2 separate regions of the Ovis aries genome follow, and region 2 is linked to region 1. A link is a contact called in public Hi-C data. All regions are on one chromosome and are shown on one strand. The core of a region is the stretch at or near the end of the contact, and the rest is flanking DNA. Distances in the headings are between cores, read along the strand shown. Region 1 holds the start of TOP2A (DNA topoisomerase II alpha). Region 2 overlaps TNS4 (tensin 4).

Region 1 (6,403 bases), core at 1,686-4,185:
GGGACATACATCTTCTCAACTTTGTGTTCGACAACAGGAATACCTTTTCCATTATTCCATATACTAATTAAATTGTTTTCCCTAAGAAAAGAAGATTGATTTTTTTTTTTGTAAAACAGATGTTAAGCTAGTGCTTAATTCTTTTCATAGTTAAATACCATTGTCTCTAAAACACACATCTCAATTTCTTTATGACTCTTTATATATATACCTTCTGAAATTCAGCATACTTAGTTCCTAACAATTATGAAATAGGAGCCAAGAGGAAAAAAAAAATCAATCCTTTTCCAACACCTGGGCAGACACTGATAATACTGAAAAAATATGAAGCTTTAAAATGTTAGGATAAACAAAGGGAAATGAATTTTGCCCAATGGAAAGGACAAAATTTGGAAACAATATTATTACACCGCTTTTAAGAGGATCATCTGCACTGTCCCAGCTCCCTTAGCTTTCCCATCTGACAAAGCACACTGGCAAAACAAATATGAAAGAGCATCATCCATTGTAAACGTCCCTGCTCACCAACATAATGTTCAAAATTTATTTGGACTTATATTTTAGTTCTAACGACACACACTATGGTTCTCATTACACGTAGCTTAAAACTAGCTTAATATTTTTTCAAAGACTATGGTATCAAGTCCTTAGGAGCACTCAAGCACATCATTAACACATTTCCCAAAAAGAATCTAAAGTATAGTTTATGTTATAACTGATTAGGATACTAACAAAGGGAAGCAACACCCTGACTACCCACAAAAGGACATTTATAAGCAGAAAAGTTAGATCAAATTATTCTTTATCACCATCTGCTGGCTTACTGTTTGAACAGCATCATGAGAAAAAGTTATAGCTATAGACTCTGGAATACTTAGAGAACTTATTGGAGATGTTTATTGAAATATTTAGAAATAAAATGTTATAATGTCTATAATTTATTTTGAAATGATTAAAAATATAGATGGTACCAATATGGCAAAGTGTTGATAACTGTTGGATCTAGATGGTAGCTATCTAGATTGCTCATTTTAGCACTCTACCTTTCTGCAGTTTTGCAAAATTCCATTAAAAAAATGCTCAACTTTACTATAAATCAAGTAAATGCAATTAACAGCAACAGGGTGCTACAAAAAACAAAAGACTAAGCAGGAGACTTACGGGTCAATTGTGATTCTAATACAAGACATTTTTGGGTCCCTTTGTTTGTTGTCTGCAGCATTGACTGAAAGAAAAAACACATTTGTAAAAAGTTAAAGTATTTTAGAAAACACTCTTTACCTCTAAGATACAAAAAGAAAAAAAATCTCAGGCAGTGCAGGAGTAACATTGATGAGGTATTCATTTAGCAATTTTTATTCATAGGACTGTTTCTAAGAACTCAACTTCCTAGATTCCAGCAGACTGTCTAACCTTTGCCAACTGTTTTTTGGTAGGAATAATACTTCTCACATCTGACCAGCAGATCTTTGTATTAAGAATATACTTACCTAGAATCTCATCAAAGATTTTGTACAAACCAGGAACATAAGTGACTTCCCTATAGTTAATGCCAGTATCTTCATCGTAAACCCACATTTGCTAGAAATAAGACAAAGAAACAGGGTTACTTTATATATCTACTTCGTTTTATTATCATGGTTCCTGTAAAGTCTTCTCAGTTAGTATGACAATGTAGATGATAGCTTAGGCCAGTTGCAGAAGACAAAGTACATGAAATATAGAAAATTAACCTGGACAAGTATTCATCTTAACTACTTAGTAACTACATTTAATTAGCCTGATTTTACCTGGGTCACTGATTCCACAGAGCCAATGTAGGTGTCTGGGCGGAGCAGGATATGTTCCAGTTGTGTTTTCTTTTGATAGATTCTTTCAACAGACAATCTTTTCTTAGCATCTTCATTTTTCTTTGTTTTGCTGACTTGCATATTTTCGTTTACAGGCTAGGAATTTTTTAAAAAATTGAAGAAAAGGGATTTTGAATCATAGGTTTATCAGAAACCAGAAACAAAATACCTATCATAGTGATCTGCTTACACACACCAAAACAAATCAGACTTTTGGTAGGTTATCAGTGGAGCTGACATAGTGTTGTACAAACATGGCAATATAAGTTAACTGCAGCAGGTTCCCCCCAAGTGTCAGTTTAAACAGACATATTATTTTGCCCTGTGTATCTGACATGGAAATACTTCCATGCGTTAGATGCCATCAACAGCACACATCCCCTTTTTTCAGGTACTCCACACATATCTACTGAGTGCCTACCAGGTCTCAGGCACATAATAGATTCTACAGTAGCAGTTTGGGAGGATAGGGATTCCATCCTTTGGACACGTTAACGTTTTAAACACAGGAGGGACTTATTTTGAGCATCGGACCTGCCGGCTCCATAGTGGGAACCCTGTTCCTTGCTCTGCACTGTCCAAAGTTAGGGTCATCCAATCCCATTTTCAGCCCCAGGTGGGAGAGGAAAGCATCTCTCAGTGCCGCGTAAAGCTACATGCGGACCACGATCCCATCGACCTACACCGGGACCAAATGAATCTCTAGAAACAGTGAAACACAACGCCGCACCCTAGAAGCCAGTACAGCCAACAATACTTCACTACTAGCACCAGAAAAAGGTTTCATTCAGTCTCTTCGCGATCACGCCGAGCCCAGGGGACCCGAGTAGACGCGGAAAACCCGCGCCCAGCCCTCGGCGGCCGGACCACGACCCAGACGCCTCTCTCTCACCGGCAGCCGGAGAGATGCCGGGCCGCGCTGAGGCTCCGCGACGCCCCCCTCCCGCGAGCTGTACCTGTAGTGGCGACACCTCCATGGTGACGGTCGTGAAGAGGCTCGAGAACCCTGCAAGTGACTAAACCGGTGGGACCCTCGAGACAATCACGGAGCAAGCCTCTTCTCCACAGACGCACGTCGGTTAGGAGAGAGCTTCCCCTCCGGTTTGAACCTTCCTCTAGCCCGCCCAAACCAGATAGGCCAATCGTTGACGCGCTCTCATCAGTTCCGTCCCGAGAAACCAATCAAGGCTGTTTTTTTATATTCACCAATAAACAGCTGAGCTGGCCCGTTCGAATGAACCAATTAGAGGAGGGAGGCGGGACTAGAGGGTTTTAAAAGACACCACTCGGCGTCGTTGCTGAGGGACGGACAGGGAATCTAGCGAATGAGCAGGGGTAGTTTGTTCTCTCTGTGTAACTCCGGAAAAATGCGCTGTGAAAGTGGGATCCAGGTTGGGGGGAAAAAAAGGAGAGGATATGTATACCCCGAAGCTGGTATCTTCTTTCAGGTCCCTAAAATCTGAAGACTGTCCTCCATCCTGATTTTTTCTTTTTTCTTTTTTTAAAGGAACGGGAGTCCTAGCTCCGTTTCCTGGGAAAACTGAGCGCCAGCTTTCTGGACAAGCAGCCGGGGCATTCGGTTCAGTTCAGCAAACCGGGCGTCTGCCTCAAAGCCCGCCCCTCCACCCCTAGAGTTTATCTTTGAAGAAACAAAAGCCATGCTTGGCCGTACGTGAACGTAGCTGGGGTTTTCGTATAACGGCAGGGCATAGAGAGGCCACATAAAAGAGAGAGACCAGCGTTCAAAACCCCCGAAAGAGCGGCTTGAGGCAGCGACTTGTCAGTTAGAGGGGGTAATTTATAGTCACCGCCTCAGGAGTTGAGGATGGTTTAGGTGCCATTCTAAGGCAGTAACTTTTTCCTCAGACGACCAGCAGAATGTCCTCGTAGTTGTTACTTTTATTCTTCTCTGTGTTGTTCCCTGAACCCTGGAGTCCATATTTGACTGCTGCTGCTGCTAGGTCGCTTCAGTCGTGTCCGACTCTGTGCGACCCCATAGATGGCAGCCTACCAGGCTCCCCCGTCCCTGGGATTCTCTAGGCAAGAACACTGGAGTGGGTTGCCATTTCCTTCTCCAATGCATGAAAGTGAAAGTGAAGTCGCTCAGCCGTGTCCGACTCTTAGCGACCCCATGGAGTGCAGCCTACCAGGCTCCTCTGTCCATGGGATTTTCCAGGCAAGAGTACTGGAGTGGGGTGCCATTGCTTTCTCCGCCATATTTGACTAGGAAATGCCAAAGACCGAAATGTTTACTACTCTGACGTTTAAATGTTCAAATGTGTGTTTTTTCTTCCTGTCCTCAATCGATAATGTTAAAATGACAAAAAAGAAAAGTCATTGGCCTCACAAGATGCTAGAAAAAAATAACTGCACAATTTGAATGACTGTGAATTCCATCAGAAATATTAATACCTCCTTCCAATCATTATTCCCTGAGTTTCAACCCTGACTAGGCATTTTGCCAGTTGTGTGATCTTGATGAAGGCAGCTTCTCAGTTGCTTTCTTTTCCTCTGCTCAAAAAAGGGAATAAAAATAACAGCATTACCTCAGGGTAGTGTGAGGATTACAGGAAGATAAGGTGTTTAGAACAGTAGACCAACAGTTTCAGAATCAGAAAGCAGGGGTTTTCTTTACACTAGCATAAATTTGTGGGCTTAATCCTTTTTTTCCTTCTAAAACCAAGTCAACCTCCGCAGGGTATCCAACGCCCACTCTGCCGGCAAAGCCTCTGGGAAGGCCAGTGAGGCCAGTGAGGAGAGAGTATGTTGTGACCGGATGTCAAGGATGGAAGTGGCCCATGTGCTATGTGCCAAGTCACTTCAGTAGTGTCTGACTCTTTGTAACCCTATCGACTGTAGCCTGCCAGGCTAGGATAATTGGAAAAGCCAAAGGAATAGGGTTTTGGCATTGCTCTGGTCCCTATCCTCTTGGTTTCCTGGTCTCCATTGTTTACAGCTCCACTCTGCTCAACCATGTGCATTGATACAGAAAGGCAACCTTAATGCACCAGACCACCAGGGTCTCAGAGCAGTTGTAGGGAAGCCCATTCAGTAGCTTCTGTCCATCTAGAAGGCTGATGGGCTTGGGGTCCAGGGCAAGCCTGTCATTCCCTATAGCTTCCCCAAGACAGAGGATTACCTTGAAAGTCAGACACCAGCCATGCTGCCTTCTATCTCTTGGAACACAAAGGCCCCATGTATTAAGGGTGGGTGGGCATCCTTCCTTAAAATGGCAATGCAGCCTCTGCTTCATGGCCTCTACCTTGCCCAGTCTGCAGTTCCCTGCAAGACCCATCTGAGGATGAGGCAATAGGAATTTAATAAGCTGCTCCAGTTCTGTTTTCTGGTATCCAGTTTTAAATCCCCCATGCATTTTAGCCTGATCCTGATTGTGTGGGTCTTTGTTCCAATGGCCCTGAAGCATAGCTGGGGAGTCAAAAGGACTGTGCAGTCACACATGCCTGAATCAGATATCTCCCTGAGTCTCAGTTTCCCATGCCAGTATCTATTATCAAAGGTGTGTGTGTGTGCTAAGTTGCTTCAGTTGCTAAGTTGTGTGCAACTCTTTGTGACCCTATGGACTGTAGCCCACCAGGCTCCTCTGTCCATGGGATTCTCCAGGCAAGAATATTGGAGTGAGTTGCCATGCCTTCCTCCAGGGGATCTTCCTGACCCAGGGATCAAACCCACATCTCTTATGTCTCCTGCATTGGCAGCAGGGTTCTTTACCATTAGTGTCACCTGGAAAGCCCTTTATCTAAGGTACACAGGGCTAAATGAGATATGGAAGCACCTAAGACAGCCTTCCAGTCCTCTAGTACAGGGGGTGGGGGTGGGGTGGTAGGGGGTGGGTTTCTCTTCTGGACAAAAGTTGTTTCTCTTTTAGCCCCTCCTCCTTTCCAGAGACTATCACAGAGGATCCTGCAGGACTTGAGTGGGGAGAAGGGGAGGAAGGAAGTCTGGATGAGTGTCCTGGCAGGCATTGTCCACAAACAGGGAGTTCTGGGGGCCTGACAGCCTATAGTCGTGGGAGGCAGGAAGGGATTGGGAGTCAGTTCCAAGGAGAGAGGGGGCTGCTATCATTCTCATGATCCTCCCCAACTTCCACCTTCCCCCAACTCTGCAGGGGCCCAAACTACTACATACTCTGACCTTATTCCCATCTCTACTCTGACCTACAGGGGTGAAGTTGAGTACCTGAGTCAGACTGCTGATTTGTTGGATGTATGACCTTGGGCGAGTCACTCAGGCTCACTGTACTTCCGTTTCTTCATCTAAAATGGAGATGATGTGGGATGTCCCTGGTGGTCCAGTGGTTAAGACTTCGTCTTCCAATGCAGCGGATGTGGGTTCGATCCCTGTTCAGGAAGGTAAGATCTCACATGCCTCGCAGCCAAAAAAACCAAAACATAAAACAGAAGCAGTATTGTAACAAAATTTTATGTGAACTTTAAAAGAATGGTCCACACACACACACACAAAAAATAATAATAAGGATAATGAGAGTACCTTCACAGAGGGTGAGATAATACATGCAAAGCACTTAGTGCGAT
Region 2 (6,097 bases), core at 1,624-4,123, 61 kb after region 1:
ATCCTGTGGACAGAGAAGCTGGCAGGCTACAGTCATTGGGGTCACAAAGAGTGAGACATGACTGAAGCGACTTAGCACGCATATATTTTAAATTTGTGGCTGCGCCCCATGGCATGTAGGATCTTAATGCCCCAACCAGGGATCAAGCCCATGTAACCTGCAGTGGAAGTGTGGAGTCTTAACCACTGGACCACCACGCTTTCTTATACAGATGAGGAAACTGAGGCCCAGGGAGATGTCTGTTGGAATCAGGGTCAGCCTCCAGCTTCACCTTCAGGGACCAGTTTCAATGTCACCCTCTCTGTGACAACTGCCCGTGGGTGGAGAGGGACTGTGACATGAACACGGGCTCTGGAGTCAGACAGACCTGGGTTTCAAATCTGGCTCTGCCCCTTGCTCTCTGAGAGCCTGGCCAAGTGGCTTGACCACCTAGAGCCTCAGTTTCCAGGCCTGTAGAATTGGGTGGCTATACCCAGCCTCTTGGTGTTACAGGAAGGCTGAACTGAGATGAATGGAGGTGGCACAGCCCAGCGTCTGGCACATAGTAAAACTGAGAGATCCTCTCTTTCCTGTGTGTTCCACTCCCCAGCTGGAATGACTGCACCGGTCACATCTTGAGATGTCTCTATTACTCAGGCCGGTGAAAGCGGTTTCTATGTCTGTGCCTGCAACGGAGGCAGGGATTCTCAAGCTTGGTTGCACGCTAGAATTACCAGATGAGCTTCAAAAAGTCCTAAAGCTCAGGCTCCGTCTGGTGCCAATTAGATCAGAACCTCCAGGGGTGGGCCCAGGCCTCAGGGTGTTAGCTTAGTTCCCTAGGTGTTTTCACTGTGCACTGGACTGCACCGCTGTGCACCGGCTCTGCAGCACCCCTTCACCAGGGAGCTGGGAGACTGTGCAGAATCTCCGGCTCTACCCTAGGCCTACTGAATCAGAATGTGCATTTTAGCAACATCCCAGGGGAGCTGGGTGCACCTTGGAGTTTGACAAGTCAGCGTTAGGGTTCAGTTGCGCGCGAGAACTCCCTGGGGGCAGGGCTTGCCTGCCTTACTGAGCTGTAGACTCTTAGCACCTGAGGCTGCTGACTCACTCTGATGCTCTTTCATTCCTACTGGGGGCACCTAGGACTCTTGTTCCTCCCTGGAGTAGGGCACCCTCTCCTCCTGACTTGGGGGAGGGGAGCTGTTCTTCGTGCTGTTCTGGGAAAGGAAGTGAACGAAGGGGCTCACTGAGCTGCTCCCTTCTAGAGGGTCGTGAGTCCTACCTCTGGCTTCCCAAGATGAAGACTAGGGCAGAGTCAGTGGGAAACCGTACCCTTAACTCCCATCTGCCAGCCTCCCACCCCCCTGGGCTCTGGCACATGCACTATCCCCCCTCACCACCCTGGAAGTCCCTGCCCACCCCAGCCCGCTCTGGGCCAGGAACTTTTGGCCCTGCTCATGGTTACTGCCTCTGTAGGAGCCTGCTTGGGCTGGATAGGGGTGGAGGATTGCATCAGATGGAGGGGGGAGGCTGGCAGGTCAACCTGGGCATGCTGTTCCAGGGGGTGGAGGAACAGGCCTGGCTTTGTCGACAAACAAACCTAGGTGTGAATCTAGGCTTTACCACTTTCCCGCCAAGAATCATCAGGTAATTTTCCTAACTGCTCTGAGCCTCAGTTTCCTCATCTGTAAAGTGAGGATCTAAAACCTACCTCCCAAGATTCTGGTGAGGATGAGATACACTGATGAATGGAGCCTGGAACCTGGCCCATGGTGGGCTTCAAAGAGCGTCTCCTGCCGGCCTGCTTTTGAGGGGCAGTATTGGCCAGCTGGCTAATACTCTGGCTAAGGTGGGGGTCTCACTGATGAGGGAGAGAGAATATTTGGTACAATGTATTGTGGGCTCTGTAAGGGAAGTTTTGGAATGGGGTAGATTCTTCTGCAAGGTTGGCAAGCACGACTTTTTTTTTTTTTTTTAAATAGGTTTTTATAGTATTTATGGGCTTCCCTGGTGGCTCAGGTGGTAAGAAATCTGCCTGCAATGAAGGAGACCCGGGTTCGATCCCTGGGTTAGGAAGATCCCCTGGAGAAGGGAATGGGTGCCCACTCCAATATTCTTGCCTAGAGAATTCCATGGACAGAGGAGCCTGGTGGTCCATGGGCTCACAAAGAATCAGACACGGCTGAGTGACTAACACTTTCACTTTCACAGTGCTTATACTCATAATCCTCTCAAACCTCAAGACTGCCCTTATGCCCAGTGCCAGCAGGCACTGCTGTTACAGTGCAGGAAACTGAGGCTCGGAGAAATGTAAGGGTAGAGCTAAGATTTATTGCACCTTTTAAAACAAAGGCTGGTATTTACTGAGCATTGTGGGCTAGCACTGCCACAGGCATATTACCTGTGTTAGCCCACTTAACCCTCATGGCAACTTGACTGAGGTAGGAAACATTCTTAATTCCATGTCAGATGAGAAGTCAAGGCTCAGAAGGGTTGAGGAGGGATTCCCCTGGTGGTCCAGTAGCTAAGACTCCACGCTCACGATGCAGGGCCCTAGATCCCACAGGCCACAGTTAAAGATCCCATATGCCGCAGTGGAGATCGAAGGTCCAGCATGCTGCAACTAGGAGCAGCCAAACAACTACATGAATAATGTTACAGAAAGGGTCGAGGAAACTGATCCCTGCTTCTGTGCGCTCTCTGGGAGCTCTTCCACGGAGACCGGCTCCTCGGGACCCTTTGCCAAGGCCTTGCCCTTAAGTAGGTGCTCAGCGGCTTTGGGGAGGGTCTCCTGGCCTGGTGAAGAGACCAAAGGCCTAGCCGAGGGACCCAGAAAGAGCAAGCAGACTCGAGCAGGAAGGGAAGGAGGAGCCCTGGAGCTGTGAGTCACTCCTGCTGCTGTAGCCTGGCCTCGAGGTGGATGTGGCTGGGGTGGCAGGGCCCCCGCCCCATCACCTGCGTGCAGTTGCTGTTTACAGGCCCGTGGGGCAAGTCTGAGCAGTGCTGGGTGGATGCAGGCGCCGGTACCAGGCCGGGTGGGTGGAGGGGGGCCTGTGTGGGTGGGGGGCGGACAGACGGTTATTAAACACCCTTCACTCAGGATTGGCAAACTGCCTTGCCTGGCAGAAATTCTGGAAAATAAAATGGAGGCCTGTTCCAAAGATGGGGAGGGCTGGCAGAGGAGGGGATATGGTGTTTGCTTCTAGAAGCTGTGTCCCTGGGGGTGGTGGATACATGCCTGCTCCCCACTACCACGCCACCCCTGGCGCACCTCTGGTTAATCTGAAGGAAGGTCAGCAAGAGGCAGAAGCAGAGAAACTGGAGGAGGGGGGTGCGGTGTAAACTCAGTGAAGCCCTGGAGGGCAGAAAACTTGCTCTGAGGAAGAAAGAAAAGTTAGAATATGGACTTTGGAGCCCAGAGGCCTGGGCTTTGAGCTGACCTACCACTCACTAGCTGTGTGACTGTGACCATCACTTCCTCTCCCAGAGCTTCAGTCTTCTCATCTGTAAATGAGGTTTCCACTATTTTCTTCCCAGGGTAGACACTGGGATCATGCTTACAAAAATCCCTCTATACATTTTTAAGGGAGGGATCGATATAGGATAGCCAACGTTTAACTTTTGATTCTGCCAAGTTGGGACAAAGAGAAGCTGTGAACATCTGCTAGCATCACAATTACAGAACCTCTTCCACTCAACACGCCAAAAGTAGGAAGAGTGGGCGTGCAAACAGAGGGGCCCTACACACTGGGTACATTTGGCTGGGTGAAGACTCACTGAGGGGCTGTGGGCTGGTGAGAGCTTTGTCACCAGGAGCAGTGGTCTGAGGGGAGGGTTTGGGGAGAGAGGTGCGCTCACCACAGTGACAGGCAGGCTCTTACTATTCTTGTGATGGCAAAGAACTTCCAACAGAGAGCTGACCCTCTGGATATCCTAGGAGGCAGTAAGCTCCCAGGCATCATTGGTGTTCAGGCAGAGGTAAGAGGAGAGGAGTTTTAGAAATTCCATCAAGGGGAGCTGCCGCTAAGTCGCTTCAGTCGTGTCCGACTCTGTGCGACCCCATAGATGGCAGCCCATCAGGCTCCATCGTCCTTGGGATTCTCCAGGCAAGAACACTGGAGTGGGTTGCCATTTCCTTCTCCAATGCATAAAAGTGAAAAGTGAAAGTGAAGTTGCTCAGTTGTGTCCGACTCTTAGTGACCCCATGGGCTGCAGCCTACCAGGCTCCTCCGTCCATGGGATTTTCCAGGCAAGAGTACTGGAGTAGGGTGCCATTGCCTTCTCCTCAAGGGGAGCTAGGTGGCTTCATCAGGACCCTGGGACCACTGCTGCCCTCTGGCGCCCCCTGCTGCCAAGAGTCTGGTGGTCACATCCTCACAAGAGCAGGTTGTGCCTAGGGCATCTGAAAGGGCTGATTACTGCCCATCCCTCCCTTGGAGGAAGGGCCCTCTTGTCAACACCCTAACCCCAAACATGTGCACGCTACCCAGAGACTGCTCTCACCCTAGTTGGCCTTGAATGCATGGAAGCCCTGCCTTGGGGCATGAGCATTAAAGTCCTGGGCTTGCTCCTGCCAGTGATAATTAGGCCCAAGTTATCTTTCCTGCAGAGACATGCCCATGACTGGCCTTAAGAAGCAAAAGACTGTTGAGGGATGGAGGTTGTTCTTTTAACAGGCCTGACAGGCAATGCTCCGGGGGCAGGAGCAGAAAGCAGGCTCGAGGCCAGGAACCCAAGTGCCAGAGGACCTGGGTGCTGGGCTCACCTCCACCTCAGGGTCTGACACTGTCCTGGAGCTGGTCCTAAATGTAACTCCAATGTTGACTATAAACAGCCACCACTGATCATGACCTATAGTGTCCCAGGATTTGTGATAAACACCCATCAAATGTTATTCCTTTTAATCCTTGCAATACCCTTTGAGGTGAAAACTCATCTCTATTTTACAGAAGAAGAATCTGAGACACAAAGAAATATAAGCAGCTTGTGTAAGGTTTGCCTGACCCCAGTGATTAAGCTACACTGGCTTCTCACTCAAGTCCATCAACCAAGTCTTTTCATTTTTAAAATGAGGATAAAATATTTGTCTCATGGAGGTGGATTGGAGGGATCAAATTATTATCATCAAAGGCTCAATTATTAACTGCTCAACACACAAGTGCCTGGATAGAATGATAAATGCTCAATAAGCAGAATTTCTCCTGGATCCCATCTCTAATCCTCCCTGAATCCCCTAGCCTACACTGATTGTTTAAACCCCTGGAGGCCTCAGTCTTCCAGCCTGTCTAATGGGGCTGCTGCTCTGTGAGCCTCATCCTCAATGTATACTTGAAACTCTTTGGGAAACTAAAGCCAGATGCAGAGATTTCTGGACAATTGTGGACGTGGTGCTATCTTGGAGTTGGCTTGAACTAGCTCAAAAAAGCTGATTGTTAAATTTTCAAGATTTTTTTCAGCTGGTTGCTAAATGATGTAAACATTGTAAGTTAATGTAGTTTGATGCTTTAGGCATTACTAAAGAGTAAACTATATACATTTACAATGTAATGACATATTAAAAACAAAAGTAATAAATACTCAAAAATTCCTCGTGTTCTAATTATTTTACTATGTCTATACTTGAAGTTATTTACATCTATTGTTACTGGGGAGGTGAAAATACTATTCCTATGAAAATTTCAGGGGACCAAGTTAGAACCTAAAGAGAGATACCCCAGAAGACTAAGATTCAGGGACCACACGTTTATCAAGCTCTTATTTATATGCATGGCATTGTACAGTATTCTTACCTGTATTAGCTTATTTTAATTCTTTGAGAAATTACATAAAACAGGTATCCATCACTTTCCAAACTCAAGAACCAAATGGAATTGGACAGTGAGGACTACTTATATTTATCCTTTGTATAGAGCAGAGGAAACAGAGAGGTTAAGACACGTGTTTAGAGATGCACAGCACTCCCCAACAGGACATTGTTCTGTGTTCCTCTGATTTGATAGAAAACCCCTTCCTCATAAGGACTGGTCCCCAAGTCCTCTTCCCAGCACTGTGCCCCAGTTTCTTACCCAAGGCTTCAGGCTCTTCTTTCTTCTTTCTCAAGGTAGTGCTCTGGGTG

What was found. Hi-C and Micro-C count contacts between places; a contact is called where the count stands out from the background.
Region 2: a contact with region 1 is called in a Hi-C map of mixed tissues, with 4 times the contacts expected there. The contact joins the enhancer-like site here to the promoter of TOP2A in region 1. A contact is called at or near these places in 3 of 16 Hi-C or Micro-C datasets (mixed tissues, omental adipose tissue and tail adipose tissue).

What each region holds. Positions count from the first base shown.
Region 1 is chr11:40,399,009-40,405,411 of ARS-UI_Ramb_v3.0, forward strand. TOP2A (DNA topoisomerase II alpha) reads right to left here and starts at 2,936. Exons shown (of 34, transcript XM_060394892.1): 1 at 2,807-2,936; 2 at 1,791-1,946; 3 at 1,491-1,581; 4 at 1,162-1,225; 5 at 1-81. The coding sequence starts at 2,827.
Region 2 is chr11:40,460,383-40,466,479 of ARS-UI_Ramb_v3.0, forward strand. It overlaps TNS4 (tensin 4), which reads right to left. Exons shown (of 13, transcript XM_042256727.2): 2 at 6,048-6,097. Among named protein-coding and RNA genes, the nearest start is that of TNS4, 7.3 kb to the right of the region's middle. Within about 2 kb of position 2,874, at least 4 of the 54 cell types and tissues checked have an H3K27ac peak or open chromatin away from gene starts, as enhancers often do.